Linked DNA regions of Bos taurus: region 2 is linked to region 1. Evidence: chromatin contacts called from public Hi-C data. All regions are on one chromosome and are shown on one strand. Each heading gives the region's core, a stretch centred on a gene start, on an enhancer-like site or on the middle of the called end of the contact. The rest is flanking DNA. Distances are from core to core; before and after follow the strand shown. Region 1 overlaps RB1 (RB transcriptional corepressor 1). Region 2 has its middle 86 kb from the start of RCBTB2.

Region 1 (3,740 bases), core at 1,048-3,547:
TGGGGGAGCTCTTTTATAAGTTAGTGCATTGTAAAAGAGCAAGTGTTGGATTGGCCAAAAACTTTGTTCAGTATTTTCCATAAAATATCATGGAGAAAAAAACTCAACAAACTTTTTGGTTAAGTCATATCACTAACTCAGGGTTACCAGTTGGGTGATTTAAGTAAACTAAACTAAATGATAGCTTAAATGAGTAGTCTCTTAAGTGTTGATTATAGATTATGATTTAAACTGTAGTATATGTAATTAAAGTTTGACTATTTTAAAAAAGATTTTTCTCAAGAATATTCATAATTTTTCCTCTCACCTGTTTTATATAAATTTAGTACTTCTTAATTGACTTATTTTCCCCTCTATTTTATAATTGTAGGTAATTTAGAAAATATATCTAGGATTAATGAAAACCATTTGTAATCCTACCACCTAGAGATAATAGTTAACATTTTGATATATTTTTGCATATCCTTTCTTTTAAATTTTTTCAACAAATTGGAGTCAAAATATACACAGAATTTTGTATTCTGATGTTTTTTTCTCGTAACATGTCTGGTTTTTTTCCCCATGTCCTTATAATCTTTGAAATGTTTTCTAAGAGTTTTATGTAGCTCTTGATACAGCTCTATCATAATTTATTTAACTATTCTATTTAAAGATGTTTGAATGTTTCCCATTATTTTTGCTGTTGTAATTCTTTGAACATTTATCATACTAAATCTTACTCAGTAATTATTTTCATTGGATAAATCCATAGAGATAAAACTGAACTCTTAAGGTTCTTGATGCAAATTAGCAAAATGTCCTTCAATTAACACTCTTCTGAGGTTCTTATATTCCAAATATGTTTATTGGAAATTACTGTCTTTTTCTTTTGTAAAATGCTTTTTCTTATCCTTTCCTCATTTTTTTCTTCTTTCATTTATTTTTTTGTGATTCTTTTGGCTGAGTAAAACTTTCTTTTCCTCTGTTTTAATGGTTTCAAAGGTGCTATTCTGAGCCCGTTACATAATTCTCATCTAAATTTTTGAGGAAACAAATCAGTTACAAATTTTTGGGTTGTAATTGCCGTTGGAAAATAGGGCCTAGATCTTGAGACAGCAGTGAGGGTTGGAAAGCAGGATGAGTCATGTGAAACAGCTGTGTCGAGGAGTTGGGGCTGCTGTAGAAGTGGATGAAGCTGCAGACGGCAGAAGGAAAAAGAAGGTGGTGGGGAAAAGTCTTTGGAATTAGGAAACTCTGAAAAAGTTGACAGAGATAAAAACGAGAATGAGGATGTTGACTGTGTTTGAAAAGCTGAGGAGAAAAGTTTCATTACAGTGGTGTCAGATGTCGTATAGAGGTCTTTGTAGATGAAACCAAAGAAAAGTCTGTTCAGTTTAGAGAGAGCTCTTTCGACACTTAGACAATAGCCTCAGTAGAATAGCGCTTACATAGTAGAAGTATGTGTTCAGTGGGTGCAGTAGATGTGTACTGGGAGAGTGTATCTGGTGAGTGTGCGTGTGAATAGTAAGAGGTTTGTATGTCTGGTTTGAACAGTGGCTTGATAAAGTCCAGGGATAGAAGGATAGCTTTTTTTTTTTTTTTTAAGTGATGTAAGTTTGTTTGTGGGGCTTCCCTGGTAGCTCGGCTGGTAAAGAATCTGACTGCAATGCAGGAGACCTCGGTTCAATTCCTGGGTCGGAAAGATCCCCTGGGGAAGGGATAGGCTACCCACTCCAGTATTCTTGGGTTTCCCTGGTGGCTCAGATGGTAAAGAATCTGCCTGCAATGCAGGAGCGACCTGGGTTGGGAAGATCCCCTGCCTGGAGGAGGGCATGGCAGCCCACTCCAGTATTCTTGCCTGGAGAATTCCCATGGACAGAGGACCCTGGTGGGCTACAGTCCATGGGATCCCAAAAAGTCAGACACAACTGAGTGACTTAGCACACCACAGCACAAGCTGGTTTGTAGCTAAACAGAAGCATGTGTTTAGAAAGACCTGTAAGATAAATTATGTAAGACAGAGGGAGGAATTAATCAAATAGGTCTTGAAGGAGGTGATACAAAGTGGGAAGAAGTGAGGGAGTAGATTTACTGATTTAAGAGTGGAGGAGGATGTTCATTTGTCAAAGTCAGAAGAGAAGAAGGACCTGAAGCTAGATGCAGAGACATTGGGAGTATATGGTAATTAGAAATTATTTGATGTGGAGAAACATGTTGAGGCCTTTGGAATTGTGATTCTCTAACCTTCTCAACAAAATAAAAATGAAGAGTACAGAACAGTAAAATAGTTAAGAGTACAGGACTCTTAGTGGGGTGGTGAGATTAAGGATTTCAATAGTGAAAATGTTAGGAAATCAATGTAGAAATGTAGTAAGGAAATACTCTTAAATAAAGGGAAGAAGACTAATTTGAGTGTTAGGAAACTTGGGTTTTATAGGCCTGTGGCATTGATAGGCTGTGTTGGGCAACTCTCCACGCTCTAATCTTCAGTTTCTTAATCTGCACAATGAGAACTGAATCAAATGTCGTTTTACGGATTTAAAAGTCTTGAATCAAACTGAACTAAAAAAAGAACAAAACGTAATCAAGTCATTGTAGTATTGGTGGAAAGAAAGACAAGTAGGTCAGTGGAACAGAACAGAGAATCAGAAAATAGAATTCACACATACGTGTCAGTGTTTGCACACAGAGGGTAAGGTAGTTCAATGGAGAAAGGAGTTCCTCTCAACAAATGATACTGGAGCAATTCGACATCCATATGCAAAAAATGAACTTTAGTCCCTTTGTTGCACAATCATAAAAATTAATTCAAATGAAGCATAGATATAAACTTCCAGAAGATGACCAAGGAGAAAACCTTTGTGACCTTGGATTAAACAAAGATTTCATGGATAGTACCAGCAAGGGCATGATCTATAAAACAAGGTAATAAATTGAGCTCCATCAAAATTAAAAACTTATGCCCTTTGAAATACACTATTTAAGAAAGTGAAAAGCTACAGATCAGTTGAAGATTTTTGCAAAACACGTACCTGTTAAGGAGTTTGAATCCAACATGTTTAAGTAACTCTTAACAACTTTATAAGACAAACAACTGAAGAGAAAATTGGCAAAAGAAGAGATCCAGATGCTAAGTGAGATTTGAAAAAGTACTCAGTGTTGTTAGTCCTTGGGAAAATGTACCACTACACACCTACTGGGATGACTGGAAAACAGACGAACAGAAACTAAGTGCTGGTGAGGATGTGAAGAAACGTGAACTCTCATTTGTAGCTGGCGGGGGTGCAAAGCCTTACAGCCATGTTGGAAAACAGTTTACCAGTTTCTTACAAACTTAAACTTACATTTAATACAGAACTTAGCATTCCCCAATGAGGTATTCACCCGAGAGAAATGAAAATATGCATCCACTTAAAGATCTGTAGTTGAATATTTAAGGCTAAGGTTAATAGCCTTATTCATAGCAGTGTATTCAGCTATTGGAATCGATAAACAAAGTGTGGTATATTCATACAGTGGAGTGCTACTCAACAAATAAAAGGGATAAATACTAATAGGTACAACAATATGGATGAGTTCTCAGAAGCATTATGCTAAGTGAAAGAAGCCAGACAAAAAAGGCTACAGCCTATATAATTCCATTTGTATGACATTCTAGAGAAGGAACTGAAATCAGATCAGTGATTGCCAGGGACTAGAAGTCAATAAAAATGATTTCTTACACACAAAACTCCAGTATTCCTCAGCATTCCCAGGGATGA
Region 2 (3,819 bases), core at 249-2,748, 220 kb after region 1:
ATTTAAATGATGGTCATGTACCATCACTTAATGGAGTTTGGATACATGGAAGATAGAAGAAGCAATAAAAATTTCTACCTAAATCATATGTAAATTGGCAGGGACCAAGTTCATTTAAATATTCATAAATCCTCAGATAAAAAGAGTAGCTGGAATGGTTCCACCGTGTGATGGTTTTCCAAAATAAATCAACCCAAACAAACCAAAAATTGAGAAAATGGAGGCTGTGTAAATTGTCTTACACATGATGCGTAAAGCACAATGCCTATGGAAAAGTGTGGTTTTATTTGACCCCGTGAGGATTAAAAATCTTAGCTATCAAGTAAGAAAGCAAACTGTTGAATGGAAACATGCGCCAAGGCATATGGTACAGCACGATAGTTTCTTCTTCTCGTCCCAGCTCTGCCACTAAGCTGCTGAGTGACCTTGTCTAAAGATCTGCCCATTTTTATACTTAGAAAACTGAACATTGGCCAATGAGTGCAGACAGAAACATTTTGGATGGCTGATTAGTCTTACTAAACAATCACCAAGGAGGAAACGGTGGGCTTCCCAGGTGGCGCTAGCAGTGGAGAATCCTCCTACCTACGCAGGAGACACAAGAGCCAAGGGTTGGGTCCCTGGGCTGGGAAGATCCCCTGGAGGAGGAAATGGTAACCCACTGCAGCATTCTTGCCAGGAAGATTCCAAGGACAGAGGAACCTGGTGGGCTGCAGTCCATGGAGCTGCAAAGAATTGGACACGGCTGAGCACGCTCACACAGGAGGAAAGAAAGAGGTGGAGGGGAGGAACCGGGAGACTGGAACTGGTACATATACACTATCAATAGAAAATACACGGCTGTTGGGAACATAGTGTATAGCACAGAGAACTCTTCTTAAGGCACTGTGGCGTCCCTAATGGGTTGTTGTTAGTGGCTAAGTCATATCTGACTCTATTGAGACCTCATGGACTGTATGTAGCCTGTCAGGCTCCTCTGTCCATGGGATTTCCTAGCAAAAATACTAGAGTGGGTTGCCATTTCCTTCTCCAGGGGATCTTCCTGATTCAGGAATCAAACCTGTGTCTCCTGCATTGGCAGGCGGATTGTTTACTGCTAAGCCACCTGGGAAGCCCATCCTAAGTAGAAGGGAAACCCCAAAGGGAGGGGATATATGTACATGTATGGCTGATTCATTTTGCTGTGCAGCAGGTGCTAACACAGCATTGTAAAGCAATTATACTACAATAAAGCTTAATTATTTTTTAAAAAGTCAGCCACTTTTCTGATGCTAAATTTGAGAGAATTCATCTACCAGCTCTCTCATCCAACCTCCCCTTCTTGCTGAACACCTACTATAAGCAATGCATGCCAGGCACTTAAGTATTGGGCAGCCAGGGTGTTCCCATGGAAACCAGTTCTAATCCGAGAGAGTTTTCCAATCAGGCTATAAACTGGGGTTACTGAGGGCAGCCTTCATCCTGCCAAGAAACAGAACCAGCCTTTCATAGGAGCAAGAAGCTCGCGGTTTACCGGGTGTTTATTCAAGATCCTGAATAAAGGCTCTTTGTGGTGTTCCCCGGATGACCTCTTGCTGACCTTTCTCTTATATTCTAAACACCATTCTCATGTCAAGCTTATTGAGAGTTTTCCTTCTTAATGTAAGAGTAGGGTTGTCAGATTCAACAGATGAAAATACAGGATATCTGGTTACATTTTAATTTCGGATAAACAACAAAAAAATTTTAAATATACAATATTTGGGATATACTTACCCACAAAAAACTATTCCTTATTTTTCTGAAGGTGAATATAATGAGGTCTCTTGTTGGCAACCCTTTATGGGGATTCAACCGACCTCATTTTCATAACCACTGGAACGTTTTTTTCTTCTGTTTCTCTCTCATAGCAGGAAACAAGGCTACATAACCTGGACTACTTTACTTATCTAAAAAGAACATGCGCTCTCCCTCCATCAGAAGTTATCAAAAACACATGATCCACTTCTCATTGGTGACAATCCTGACGTGTGTGTATTCTCTTCTCTCATAACTCCTCTAATGATTGCCTTTCTCTCTTTACCCCACTTCCATCTCTGTCCCCACTTGTCTCACTTTCTTAAAAAAAAAATAAAAAAATCCTTTATTTCAGCCATGGGATGTGAAGGACACTGGTTCTCAAACCCTTTATCTGTGTGAGCTATGGAATCCCATGAGGTCTGAATCCAGTAATAGAACAGCCACTTGGTACTGACCCTGTAGCTAAGTGGCACTTGTATGAAGTAAAGGTGGCCCTCACATTAATTTTTTGTTTTTTAATATGACACAATAATGCTATCAGTTTGCTTTGTTTTAATATGAAATGTTCATATAATTTTTTTTTCTTCCAAACATTCTGTGATTACATATTTGATTTCTCATTGATCCAAGATTTAGGAGAGAGAGTTTCAGTTTCCAAGCAGCTGCATTTTTGTATTGTTTTGTGTTTTTGTAGCTTATACTCTGGCGGTTTATTGTTGGTGTTATGTAATATCTGCTCTGGGGTCAGTTGGCCTGCAGCATCTGAGGTCCCTGACCAGGGATCGAACCCATACTCCCTGCTATAGAAGCTCAGAGTCATAACCACTGAACAGCCTGGGAAGTCCTAGCCCTCACCTTTTAAGCATTTGGAGAAGGCAATTTATTTTCCTTTTCTTTACTTAACATAATTATCTGGGGCATGGTTTTGGAATCAGAGATAACCGAAGTCTTCATGGCTGGCTTCTGCCCTCAGTGTTGTCAAGCATTCCTGTCCACAGGAAGGCTGCGTGCAGTCCCTCCCCAAGAGTTCGGCCAATGGCCAGCCTCTGTCTGCAGCAGAGTCCGTGTTAGAACCTGCTGACAGGCTCTGGGTTAGCTGGCCTAACACGAGCTGGGGTCACACTCTGCGAGGCAACAGGGAGCTAATCACAGGAAACAGAACCAGCAGAACGGGCCACCGATTAGCTGCGTGGGGAGACGCAACAGGAAGGTAAATGACAGGAGAGTGTTTGTACCATCAGAAACAAGCGTGTATCAGTGAGGTGGATAAGCGTACTTAGACTTCTTAAATGAAATAAGTTATTTATAACTTGGCCGCACACGATGTTCAAAAACAACCACGAGTAAACAACAATCAGGAAGTGATCAGGGGTACACGCTGGGGCAGAAGACGTGAAGGATGAAGGATGAAGGACGCAGAATTCCCCCCTGCCCGCCCCCTCAGGGGAGTACTAGAAGCAAGCTAGGTAGAAAGAACAATTCAGAAGCACTTAGGAACAGGATATCAGTCACACAGATCTCCCCGGATTGATTCATGACTCCGACACAGGGAGAGGGGACGCCGTCACAGGATCAAGTCTCAGTGACCAACTCCAACATTCAAGGTCCACATAGCCCAGCACCAACCTCACGTCCCATCCTGTCCCCCACATTTCTCTTACTTGCCGAGGAGCAGGGTCAGCCAGGAGGTCACAGGGCATTGAATCTGTCTTTACTGGGGCTTCTGTTAACCCGGATCACTTATTGTATCCTCCACCCAGCCAGACAGCGTGGTCTTCTTGTGTTCTCAGACCACTCCTGGTGCTTTTTCCTCCCATGCCTCTAGCAGGAAAGCCCTCTCCTTTCCAGCTGTTTATACATAGCCCCTCCCTCATCCACTCCATCTTGTCTGCCTCATCCAAGCCTTTATTCTTATTAGCTTGAGTCTAAGTGTGGCAGGTGGGTGAGTATGTGTGGGCCTCCCCCACTGAGCCTCAGACACCCAAAGGAAGAAGATGCTTCTTTACCTATTTTTATACCTCCAACTGCTGGAGAATACAG

Evidence for each region. Hi-C and Micro-C count contacts between places; a contact is called where the count stands out from the background.
Region 2: a contact with region 1 is called in a Hi-C map of an unstated tissue, with 4 times the contacts expected there. The contact joins two enhancer-like sites. A contact is called at or near these places in 3 of 11 Hi-C or Micro-C datasets (liver, skeletal muscle and an unstated tissue).

Annotation. Positions count from the first base shown.
Region 1 is chr12:18,138,699-18,142,438 of ARS-UCD2.0, forward strand. All of the region lies in intron 2 of RB1 (RB transcriptional corepressor 1), which reads left to right. Among named protein-coding and RNA genes, the nearest start is that of RB1, 22 kb to the left of the region's middle. Within about 2 kb of position 2,298, at least 8 of the 102 cell types and tissues checked have an H3K27ac peak or open chromatin away from gene starts, as enhancers often do.
Region 2 is chr12:18,355,568-18,359,386 of ARS-UCD2.0, forward strand. No RefSeq gene overlaps it. Among named protein-coding and RNA genes, the nearest start is that of RCBTB2, 86 kb to the left of the region's middle. Within about 2 kb of position 1,499, at least 17 of the 102 cell types and tissues checked have an H3K27ac peak or open chromatin away from gene starts, as enhancers often do.